Linked DNA regions of Mus musculus: region 2 is linked to region 1. Evidence: chromatin contacts called from public Hi-C data. All regions are on one chromosome and are shown on one strand. The core of a region is the stretch at or near the end of the contact, and the rest is flanking DNA. Distances in the headings are between cores, read along the strand shown. Region 1 has its middle 110 kb from the start of Mir6540. Region 2 has its middle 100 kb from the start of Gap43.

The links. Hi-C and Micro-C count contacts between places; a contact is called where the count stands out from the background.
Region 2: a Hi-C map of the N1E-115 cell line shows a contact between it and region 1, with 8 times the contacts expected there. The contact joins two enhancer-like sites. A contact is called at or near these places in 5 of 484 Hi-C or Micro-C datasets (the N1E-115 cell line, adipose-derived mesenchymal stem cells, cerebral cortex and 1 more), 2 of 115 datasets of contacts at active chromatin or transcription factors (embryonic forebrain and embryonic stem cells) and 1 of 9 other capture datasets (embryonic stem cells).

What each region holds. Positions count from the first base shown.
Region 1 is chr16:42,186,587-42,192,826 of GRCm38.p6, forward strand. No RefSeq gene overlaps it. Among named protein-coding and RNA genes, the nearest start is that of Mir6540, 110 kb to the right of the region's middle. Within about 2 kb of position 3,780, at least 265 of the 459 cell types and tissues checked have an H3K27ac peak or open chromatin away from gene starts, as enhancers often do. A contact at or near this core is called in the N1E-115 cell line, cerebral cortex, cortical neurons and 1 more, where this site is marked.
Region 2 is chr16:42,441,541-42,447,780 of GRCm38.p6, forward strand. No RefSeq gene overlaps it. Among named protein-coding and RNA genes, the nearest start is that of Gap43, 100 kb to the left of the region's middle. Within about 2 kb of position 3,736, at least 66 of the 459 cell types and tissues checked have an H3K27ac peak or open chromatin away from gene starts, as enhancers often do. A contact at or near this core is called in the N1E-115 cell line, cerebral cortex, cortical neurons and 1 more, where this site is marked.

The sequences.
Region 1 (6,240 bases), core at 2,530-5,029:
CAGAAGCTGAATGAAGGAGGGATTGGGGTTACTAAGGTATGATGTCCTGAACCCCTCTTTGAATACAAAAGGAAGATTTTCCAAGTCCCTTGCTACAGGTAGTATCTTACCATGCCCTTTTTCCTTAAAAAAAATCATTCTAAGTTCTATTTTATTTTCCTCAGTCTCTTTCAGAATATCACACACACACACACACACATACACACACAGAGAGAGAGAGAGAGAGAGAGAGAGAGAGAGAGAGAGAGAGAGAGAGAGAGAAAGAGAAAGAGAAAGAGAGAGAGAAGAGACTTCAATATTAGTAGAGTTGTGGGGTTTTGGTTTTTTTGTTTTTGTTTTTGATTTGGCTTGGGTTTTGTTTCATTTCGTTTGCCTTTCAGATCCACATTGTCTTCCACCAGAATTTTTCCCATTTGCCTCTTGTCGAGGAAAACGAGTTTAGAGCATTGACTAGCATGCTGTTAAGACACTACCTATTCAGTCACTTCCAACTCCTGTACTTCTCTGGTCCATGTTATTTTCCAAGTGCTTTTCTGAGTGCTGCGATACTGTGGTGAGGGAAGATAAGTACTGATCTCACACTCTTCTTCAGTAGCTTACTCCAGCTTCAAGTTGAAGAGGATGCTCAAAAAAAAATAAGAGTAAGATGGAATTAAGGCAGACCACCAACACTTTCTATTGAAGACGTAGCCATGACTCATGAGTAGGATTAGCATGCAGATGAGATGAGAAATCTACAAAGCAAAGAAATTCTAAACTGTATCACAGAGATGCAGAGCTCTACAACCATTGAAAGCCGATTTAAACAAACTATTGGGGTGCAGTGGAGATGGCTCCACCAGTAAAACCCTTGCCTTGAAAACAGGAGGGATTGAGATTGAACACCCAAACCTATTTGGATGCTCACACTTGGACCAGATGAAGGCTTTGCTATGTCGAGCCACACTTGAGGAAGGCTCTGCCATTTCCATTGGTCTGAGGCATTGGGATCCTTGACATGTGTGTGTCCGTGTCCATAATGCACTCAGGATCTTATCCACTGCCTACAATGATTTCAATGTGTTGCCCTTAAAACATGGTTTGGGAACTTATCCCTCAAACAACAGTTTGTATGGCAGGTCCAAAACTGTGGTGATTATATCTTAAGAACAAATAGTTAAATGTCAGACATCAACAGAGACTCCATCTTTGACTCTCATCCTAGAAATAGAGGCCAAAGCTTTCTATATATTATACATCAGTCTGTACTACTCTGTTGTAGTGGCACGAAGGAGATGGAGTGGAATCCAAATGTACATCGTTGCCCCTCCACACCTTGCCCGCATATATTACACTGACTCTCAGCACAAGGGAAACTTACCACTTGGAAGATAAGCTGTGGGAAGAACACTCAGTGAAGCAGAGCTGGTGGTTTCCACAATGACTCCTAACTCACTGCCTTAGGCGTCTGGGCACAATTATATTCACAGACAATCCACGGTGGAGCAGTAGCAGTTAGTCTGTTTCCCAACTGAGGGAACCCAAGTTCAGAAAACTCTTATTTGAGGCGACACAGCCATCTGCACAGGGTAACCACAGACCTACTGGGTCTTTTGTGTCTACCATGAGGTTTTTCTCCACTGCAGACTTCTCTATCCTTGTGAAATCTGGAAAGCAGATGCTCAATAACCCATCTGAGCACGCTTAGAGAGTGATACTAACTAGGTGGCACCCCCTAGGATTTATATATCCTAACCTTAACCTCCAGCGCCTTTGCATGTATGTCAGTGCATTTGGAGGGCGGAGGCAGAAACTCTAAAGAAGGAACTGAGGAGGAAGTTATAAGCAAGGGCTAAGAGGCTAAAAAGATGGCTCAGCACAAGTTGCTCTTCCGGAAGACTCTAGTAATAGCACCTACATAGCCCCATAGGCAGCTCGCAACCACCTGTGACTCAAGGGGATGAGAAACAACAACAGAAAACAACTGTCTTCAAGCTGACTCTTGTCCTTAGACAAGAGGAAGAAACAAAGAAACAACAAGAATGAACCAGCACCCTGCTCAACAGAAAGTCCAGGTGCAGACACAGCATAAAAGTGGCCACCAGCCCGCAAAGGACAGAGACACTAAGAGAAACCGAGACTATAGACACTTCAGTGGCTTTCAGCCTTCATTATTTTATTTTATTTTTGACTTTTGGGGTTCTTTTTCGGGGGGGTTGGTTGGTTGGTTGGTTTCAGATTCCCAAAGTATTTTCCCCCATTTAAGGTGCTTTTCTGCAACACAGTCCATTGGCTGTAATGGAAAATGGCTTGTGTCCAAGCTGAATTTCTATCTTCAGGTATCCTTGGCACTGTCCAGAAGGAGGCTCCCTTCCTGAGAGGAGCCTCTGAAAGAATCTTGATAACACTGAATCAGGAGATGCCCATTCCACCCCTACAACCAGCCCACAATGTGGTAAAATAAGCTGTATTGACCAAAACATTTTCATGAAACCATTTGTTATGGTAAATGAGTTTGGGCACCACTGCCCACACCCATCTGCAACGATTAATCTTCTGCCAAAACAGTTTTTATCATCCTGTCCAGGCTTTTGAAATGTGACCTCCCTCTCCAATTTTGGAATCAAATTCAACAGTGTTGGCAAAATAGTAGTGACTAAGGCTGGTGTCTAGAAAATTCCTTTCAACCTTTTTTACAGCTTGCATGGAGATCAGGCCAACACAGAACCAGCAAAATCTCTTTCCTTTTGTTGTGTCGAAGAAGACAAAAGGGAGGAGTCAAGGGCTACAGATGTGACTCCAAAGAAGCACTGTTTGTGACTCCCTGTGGCTTTTACAGGTTAGCTTTACTTTTTGTTGTTGTTGTTGTTGTTGACGAATAGGTGGCAGAAGCCCTGGAAAAGTATTTGTCACATGCAATTGGATTCTTTGCAGCTACACTTGTATTTCCCTAAGGGTCCGTGAGTCCATAGAGATCAGCCGTGAGGGGGAGAGATTGCGTGTGACTGTGCATGAATCAGAAGAAGAACAAAAAGATGCGGCTGATGGTGGCAGGGAAAGACTGGAGTTAATAAGCCAGCATGTGCCTGAGGATTCTATCAGGCACAGGGATGGATGACATAATTGTTTTCTGCCTCTAATGATCTCAGAGATGTGGGATACAAGAGAATATTAAAACAAGACAGAAAGATGGAAACTCATTTTCAGCAGCTGTCAACCAAAATGGGATGTAAACTAGGAGAGAGGCATATTGAAATGTTCACAGGGTTCACTTCATCAAAATGAGCTTTTACCTCTCCCGGATGTCACGCCCTCCTTTTCTTGAGCGGAAGCAGCCTCCCCCCGCCCCCCAAACTGTTGCTCCTTGTATTCTTCCCACAACCTCTGCTGTCACTCCAGTCTCTCGTCACTGTCACCTTGCCTCTCTCCCTTCTTAACATCGTTCAATTTTTTCCTAATCCTCTCTTTCCTCGCCGCAAACATGTTTTTAGTCTCTTTCCTTTCTTCGCTCTATCCCCCTCACCCACCCTCACTTCTGCCATTAATAAGTAACTGAGTGAACCTGGAAACCCTTTTTGTGATGCCAGGAGTTGAATGGAAACGAAAGGAAAAAAAAAAAAAAAAGTCCCTATGAAAAGCACTCCAGTGTCCCCGCCCCGCCTCGGGTGCGGGTGGGCTGTGGCGTCTGCGAAGCCGCGATGCTTGCACGTGCCACGAGGGGGCAGAGGTGCGCGCCAGCGAGCCCGCACCGCCATCCAGCGCGGCAGGAAGTGCTTGGAGGGCGGGCGCCAGCGGCTGCTCTCTTGGCGTCACCCATCACCGCTGCTGACAGCCGCGTAAGGTTTCCGCCTGCTCCCTGGATGTCCACGGATGGGCGCGGCGAAGAAGCAAAGGATTCCTGATGCAAGCGGGAGGGGTAAAGTCTGCCTCAGGCCAATACAGATAGATCTTTTCCCGAAACAAAGGAGCCAGTGGTGCCGTTACGATCAGAGCATCAAGAAGCATAGCTGGGGGAGCCCCTAGGAGCCCAGCAGCCTACCGAGGTCCCCTTTGCTTCCCTGCCCCAGCTCTTCCCCGCCTGCGATGCAAGGGGGTCACATTCCTGAGCTCCTCAGTCCCCTTCCCAGGTAGCTGGAGTAGCTGGAGCCTTCATCTTTGTTAGCCAGGTCACTGTGAATCCAAACAGCAGCTTGCTTGGCCTTTTGGGTGACAGGCGAGATTAGAAGTAGCCCACAGGCTCCGTGTAGGGGAAGGATTGATTAACATTCTTCCCCTGCGGGTTCAGTTTCCTGCAAATCGCAGTAGGCTCAATTCAGCAGCAGATGGCGGTAACGCTTCTGTCAACCTGAGGATTCTCTGTGGCTGGACACACAAGTCCACACACACACACACACACACACACACACACACCCCACCCCACACCATGTATCACATACCACCACGCCTTAAGCAAGCACACTTTGAGAGTCTGGAGCCCCACAGAGATTCTGATCCCTCCAATAAATTTCCAAAGCAGGATAGGATGGAGAGAAAGACCACAATGATGGCAGAGTAATAGCCATTTGTTGGCGGCTCTGAGCCAGGTGCGCACTGCTTTTACAAGACGGGTAGTAAAATAACGGTGTTCAACTTTTATATGATGAGGTAAGGTTAGTTAAGAAATTAACTGCCCGCATTTTCCTTGCCTTTAAGTTGTGAGAATACACAGGTGCCTTTTCCATTCAAAGAAGGTAACTAGGCCTGATTCTCATTCTCTCTCTCTCTCTCTCTCTCTCTCTCTCTCTCTCTCTCGGAGCAGACGGCTCTTCATTTATTTAATTATTTATTTATTAGCTTTTAAAGGATTAGAATTATTCGACCGACTGCTTTTAGACAGGATTCCTCCTGTGCTAATAGTGCTTTAAGAATGAGGATCTTGGTGTAGCAGTCTGCCGTTACAGCTTTTCCCAGAGGAAATATCTCCAGACACTGCTTCTCAAGGATGGTCAGAAGTGGGACCCACCCGAGGGACTGGTGCTCCTGTAGCGTGGAAGAAATGGCTTCCTAGCCGTTGCAGGACTGTTATGCCGTTTGCACAGCCCCTCTACGGGACTGCTTTTCACCTGATCAATCCTGTCACACGTTGGAGCTAGAGATCACTGTGTTTCTATGAAGCCACCCGACACAGGGAGGATGTATCAGAGAAAAGGAAGGTTGACAGAGGCTGGTGTGGAGGGGACTACTGAGGAATAAGGATTTAGGATGGGAAGAAAGGCTGAATAAAGGCTGTGGCCAAGAGGCAACACACATATTCCGCACACCTGGGTGGGAGATGTTATTAAATTTCAGGAAATGGAGCGCCGAGTTACTTGAGACCAGAGGTATGGGAGCTATGGTGATGGTCCCATGAAGGAGTGTGACAACGAAGCAGTAAGACTCACCCACTTGATCAAGGAGAAAAATAGGAGCCATCTACTGAAGTTACCCCTTTGGGAATGCCCTCTGGTCCCAGAGATTCATGTATGATTTTATAGAAGAAGAAAAAGATCCTGAAACATGACTACGTTTGTGAGAAACAAACTTTCATTTTATTTTCCTTACACAAGTTAGGAAATCTCATTTTGTTTCAGTATCCAAATATCTGTAATACCATCATGGACAGGGGATTTCTTGTTTTAAAAATCTTATAAACTTTATTATAAAAAGTTTTGCAAATCAATAAAAAAAATCACACAATAAAATAAACCAGAGATCTTCCTGGGCTAAATTTGCTTTTTGTCACAGCCTGCGCAGTGGGCACAATGATCATAACATCCGTTAATGAACAGTGATCATGACCATACAAGTGGTAAGCAGCAATAAAGCCAAGATTTCGGTGCAGGTAATTTAATTTTTTTTAAAAAAAGAGGAATTATGCACTGTATAGTCTTTTTCTGTAAGACTCGACCTGAATCAAAGGGCCAAAGTAAATATTATTGGTAATAGAACCAATCAAAATCAAAATCACAGGCTCCCTGACAGTGCAGTGAGGAGCACTGTGTCCCACAGGGCAGTGTGAAGAAGCAGAAGTGAAACCAGGTGGAGAAGGACTCGGAAAAGCTCAAGATCACAAGCCAATACTGAGAACCCATTAAAGCCTGGAAGGAACTTAAGGTAGGTGCATCTATTAAGTGCAATGGGAAACTCTGCCAGATCCCTCTTTCTAAAAGCAAATAAGATGACAGTGATGATGACAATGACAATTGACAGACATTAGGTGGACATTTCAAAGAGTTGGGAGCA
Region 2 (6,240 bases), core at 2,486-4,985, 250 kb after region 1:
CTTTCCCCTCTGTGGTAACGAGGGATCAAACTCAGGTGATCCGGTGTTTCATCAAGCACCTTTACCCACTGAGCTATCTTTCTGGCCTCAGATTTTATTTATTGTTTTTAAATTACAATGAATTCTTCAAAATAGCAAAGCACAAAAGAGTAAGAGCAGTGATAGAACCTAGTGGGGAAACCCTCCACTCAATTCCCGATTCGGCATGCACCCAAAAAATCACGAAGGACCATCTTGATGTAATTACATGAGGTCGTTTAATTATGGAGCTCCGGACCTACATGCATCCCACACAGGAGATAATGGATGTCGGCCACGAGGCTCGGAAGCTAGGGGTTTTTATGAGGTAAGGGGCTTAGGGGTGTGGAATTCAGCATAGCGACACACTATTGGCTTATTCAAACTTCAGCAAAAAAATTACATGTACGTGCAGGGTGTCAGAGTTCTGTGAGTTGTTGACTCCAGTTTAGATAGCCCTCTTATGTCTTCACATTCCTCTTTATCTTTAAGATTAAGCTGTTCCCAGGTTTGTTTTTCTTTTTTCTCAGCCCCAGGCAGCCTCTAGGCTCACAAGCAACCAGCAATTTCTGAGTACTTTATATGACTTACAGGTCTTGAAATTTCATCTTTCTTTCAACAGTACAGTTTTTTTCACTTTGCATTCATCTCACCAGAATTTATAATCCCAGCACTCAGGAGGCAGAGGCAGGCAGATTTCTGAGTTTGAGGCCAGCCTGGTCTACAAAGTGAGTTCCAGGACAACCAGAGCCACACAGAGGAACCCTGTCTTGAAAAACCAAAAAAAAAAAAAAAAAAAAAAGAGGAAATCGGTATCTACTAGGTGAGTCCCAAGTGGGCCATTTTATAGTTGATACTTTTTTTCAGAATCGGTACAAGGGTGAAGTAAACTATAACACCTTGTAAGCTAGGAAGAAACAAGACAATTATATATGTTGTGCTCAGTGGAAAGTGGGAACGTATTTACGTTCCAAGGGAACTTTGGATTCAGTCAACCATTCCGAAAGAGGAAATGACATAGTGATGTTACAAAGCAGGCCATGGTCAGAAACCTGCACCCAAGGTTGGCTTCATCTCTAGTCAACTTTAGCGTCCTTTTGGCTCTTTGTCAACTGTGAAATGAGAGAATGACTGGATGGTTACCGGGTCCCTTCTAACTCTCAAAAGTTCTATCTTAAACCCAGAAGTCAATCACTGTGCGTCATGGCCTAGCGATCACATGCTCTGCTCTCTTTCCCTTTTCCCTTCATCTTTTCTTCACTCCTTCTGCTTTAGTCTCTAACTTCCTTTTGTTTGGTACTTGTGGTCTCCATTAGTTTATATTTTGTCTTCTCTGCTTCCTCTACTAACGCTGTCAATTAGTCACCACTCACCTTATTATTGTAGTCATTTCTAGATGCCATCACGCAATATTGACAGCTAATTAGAAAAAAAATCCCTGGCACATACTATGTAAGAGCATCCAAGTTCACTGAGATGAGTGTGTGCGGGTGCCTATTTGAGATTGGGAAGCCAGAGGGGTTATGCTGTGATTTAGAACCTTGCCAGCGAGCCCTTAAGTAAACTGGAAGTCTGAGGAATCTGCAGACAGCCATATGACTAAGAATGAAAAAAAAAAAAAAAAAAAAAAAAACGATTAAAAGGAGCTGACTTGTGGTATTCTGTGCTTTTATGAGTTTTTTATCCCCAAATCGTTAATATTCAGCTGCATTGCCAAAACTCTTTGGAGATGTTTTTATTATAGGTATGTCCCTTAGCAAACAGGGCTGGAAACAAAACCTTGGTAACTAACATTTTCGTGACACAGAAACCATGACTAATTTGAGCACATATGTCTTTTCTTATTCATCTAGAAATAACTGCTCTCCTCTAATTCCTTTTCCTTTCGATATTTTCCTCCTAAATTCAAGCCAAGAAATAGCCCTTGCCTTCCACGTACCTTAACTTATTCCAAAACTTTCCTCAATTTGTGAGCAAAAACTACAAGGCTAATGCATTCAACTCCGACTGTAAATGACAGGTATTTTTTTTGAAATCGAAAAGCATCTTCAGTTGCATTGTGGGAGTCACCTCTTCATTTCTACACCATCCCTCCTCTAAAGACAAGCTCTGTCGAGCACGAATGGTTCTTTTATTTTAGTGTTGCCTTGTTCCAAGAGATCTGCAAAGTCTTCCATACGTATATACTGCTTCCTCATCTTCAACACATGCTTTACTTTATAAGAATGTTGAAATATAAATGTATATCCTTGTGCTAGAATTATAGGCTGCTGTGGGCCAACCAGTGTGAGTTCTGGGAACTCCAAGGTGCCTATGTAAATTGAGTTGCCTTTATTCTTTATCAATTTAACCTTTCCTTGGAGTTCCCATATCATTAATGACTTCTTTTTTTTGTTTGTTTGGGTTTTTTTTGTTTGGTTGTTTTTTTTTTTTTTTTTTGGTTTTTTGGTTTGTTTGTTTTTGTGTTTGTTTTTGTTTTTTGTTTGTTTGTTTGGTTGGTTTTTCGAAACAGGGTTTCTCTGTGTAGCCCTGACTGTCCTGGAACTCACTCTGTAGACCAGGCTGGCCTCGAATTCAGAAATCTGCCTGCCTCTGCCTCCCAAGTGCTGGGATTAAAAGCCCGGCTCATTAATGACTTCTACCCAGCTCCTCTGCATGCTTATGACTACTGCTGTTCCCATCCAAATATAAGGACCTTGAAGGAAAAACCACCCCTTACTCCTTAGGCACATTCAGACTGCAGCACACCTCAGAAAGTGTTTTTGAACTGACATGGTTTCATTCCCTAAAATTGGCAGACACTGATAACTTGTGATGGCTTTCTTTCTTTTCTTTTATTCAAACCCCGCCCCGCCTCTTGTGTGTGTGTGTGTGTGTGTGTGTGTGTGTGTGTGTGTGCAAGCGTCACATGACTGCAGTTATCTAGGGCAGTAAGCAATGTTCAAGTGATTATAGCAGAAAACCGAGATTCCACCAGCGCCCTGGGAATTGCAGCCAGAGATCATCTGAGCCACATGCTTAATATTTTAAACAAGAGGCATGGTCCTTTCAGAGAGGTCTTCGCTACTGATTCTCTCAAAGGATTTAGTCGCTCAGCTACATTTAACATTCACTGGGTCAGACCTTTATCCAAGATGACGTCATCTGAATCCTCATGCAATTCAATTTTAGCGTGTATTCCGCCAGAGTACCTCCCCCCATCCTGCCCCCTGTCTCTTGGTAGACAGAGACAAGGCAAATAAATAGCAGTTAATCTGAAGCGTGAAGCTTTGGAAAGCCTTTAGCCAAGGTTTGTATTTAGTTACCCTCTGGGGGGGGGAGGTGCGGAAGAAGGAAGGAGAGGGCTCAGCCCCCTCATGGCAGTAGGAACCTTTAAGAATTGACTTGGGGAGAAGAGAAAACTCTCAAGCTGCTTGGGAAGGAGCCACCCACAAGGACAGGGACTTCCAGCTGCCTAAGTAATTCAGTCCCCTACATACTGATATCAGAAAGGAGCCTTTGCAGGGTATTTCTCACATGCGCAATAAGCAGCCCTCACCACCTCCCCCACCCCCAGAGCTTCCGTTTTGATTCATCCTCAAAGTGGAAGGCGCTTGAATAACCTAGCTGAACTTTCCTGTTCCTCTGTTTGAAACCTCGAACACAGGCTGGATCAGCCTCACTATCGGCCTGCCTTACTCCCTTTTCTTAACCCTCCTCCTTCCCAGACTCTCCATCCTTTAAATACAAAAGTCCTGGTTTCCCTCCCTCCTGGAGCAGCCATTGACTTCAAACAGGGTCTCCATGGAAACCAGAAGCAGTTTCCTGCATCCTGGAGCCAGGTTCTCTCTTCTAGGTGAAGCAGGGCCTTAGGGAGCTGCAAGAAAAAAGAGGTCTCCTGATTAACGTGAATCTGATGAGGAGGGGAGAGAATTTAGGCAGAGTGGTATGAGTTAAGATAAAAGGAGCTAAGGGTTCAGATTCTCTCTCAATTTTTATTTCAGTTTAACACCGTTCAGAGGAGACCTTGGAACCAAACAAGAAATCTCAAGGTCCAGGTCTATGGCCCCTAGTCTGTCAGCATCCAACAGAGGTCTGTTAAATATGGAGATTGTTTAGGGATGACTTTACAATGAAGTCCCGACTACACTTCTCATAAAAGCAAAGCATTTTTTAAAAGCATTTAAAACGAACAAGAGAACGAAGTCTTTGCTACCGGCTACTCCATTTTCTTTTCATGTACACTCTGCATCACCCCATGCCGCAGACAGAGCTGTACATGAGAATTTAGTGCATAGCCCCCCACCCCCACCTGACCTGAAGGCATGGAGAAAACTCCTTGTACCTCCAGGACTCTGTTACCCCTTCTCCTGATTGATAGACACCTTCATTCATATCTGGCTCTCTAAGTCCAGAACGGCACCTTGACGCTCTTACTCAAACCCATCTGTCCTGAAGCATGATCCTGTCATGGTCTGCCTCTTCCGGAGGTCTCAAAGCCCTTTTCCAGAGTGAGTTCTGTCATCGACCTGAAGGTTCAGTAGAAGACTACAAACAGACCTCTGCTGGCTTCCCCAGTTTACTGTCAGTAGGTCTTGCATGGCCTTTGCTCTTCAGTCATATTTCTGGGTCCACTGAAACAGTTTGTTCTGGAACTTTGTGTCTTCTCTTCTGAAGTTCCTAGTATGTTGTGCAACTTTAGTTAGATAAAATTGTTTTGCTTTTCTCTATTGATAGAGATGTGAGTTTTCCCCTTGCAGTGGGAAAGATGTCGCTTCCTCCTCCCTTGGAGCCCTCTCCCTTGGCATACTCAAATATATTTTTGTTTGTTTGTTTGTTGGTCTCTGTCACAGCTGCAGCAAATGAACAAAAATGTATTTGCTGAAAACAATATAACTTTACTATGTTACATATCTAGAAGGGCATCAGAGGTTTCACTGGATCAGAACCAAGGCATCTGTGGTGGTTTTAGAGCATGCCGGTGTACTTTGACTCTCCGCCCTCTAGAATCCCTAACCAGCAACAGCATCACTCCAATCTCCGTTGTCCCATCTCCTTTCCTGATCTTATCCTCTTTGCCTTCTTTTAAAGATGTCTGTGTCCACGGTGTACACCTAGGTAGTGCAGATCAGCATCTCCATTTCAAACATCAATTTAATTACACCCACTACATCCCTTTGGGAATTATTCTGCCTACCACATAGTGTTTTTTTCTATCTTAAATATGGTGCCACCTCATCAACCACTTGCCTCTCTTATCACTGAGTCTGTCTTTTCCTTTGATGGACAAGTTTTTCTATGTGTTGTTTACAAGAAGTAGCCCATACTATCTCCATCTCCTCACCAGGCATTTCCTTAGCTCCCCACTAGAATTTATTTCTGTCCTCTTCACAGTGCAAAACTATCACGACAAAGTTCAATATTACCTTCAAATTGCCAATTTCAGATGACATTTACCAGTCAGCTTCTACTTCCTTGCTAGCATCCTTTGACATTTTTGAACACGTCCTTCTGTATAAAACTTTCTTCCTTTGATTCCAAGATATTTCTTTCTCCCCCTCCTTCTTTATCCTCTCTGGATTCTACTCTGTTATCATCTTGTCATCTGCCTCTCTGTCTTACTTACCTTTATATTGCTGTGATGCAACAGTGTGACCAAGGAAATTTATAAAAGAAGCCATTTAATTTGAATGGTTCCAGGGGATTAGAGTCCATGACCATCATAGTGGGAAGCATGGCAGCAGACAGGCAGGTATAGATTTGGGGCAGTAGCTGAGAGCTTAACATCTTGATCCACAAGTAGGAGAGAGAGAGAGAGAGAGAGAGAGAGAGAGAGAGAGAGAGAGAGAGAGGGAGAGGGAGAGGGAGAGGGAGAGGGAGAGGGAGAGAGAGAGGGAGAGAGAGAGGGAGAGAGAGAGAGAGAACTGGGAACAGTGTAGCCTTTTAAAACCTCAAGGCTCATGCTCACTGCCATGCTTCCTTCAAAGGCCACACTTTCAAATCCTTCTCAAACAGTTCAACCAAATGGGGACAAAGTATTTAAATATGATACAAACCACCACACATACCAATTGCCAATTAATGTTTTATAGGAACTTGCTAGACAAGATAGCTTGGATGCTTGCTTAAAAATGATGAATATCAGCAGATCTAGTGAGTCAAAATGTACTTAACAGATTCTTTAGGATACCTTGTGTATTAGTTTTCTTGTTGCTCCGACAGAACGCCTGACAGAAGCACTTT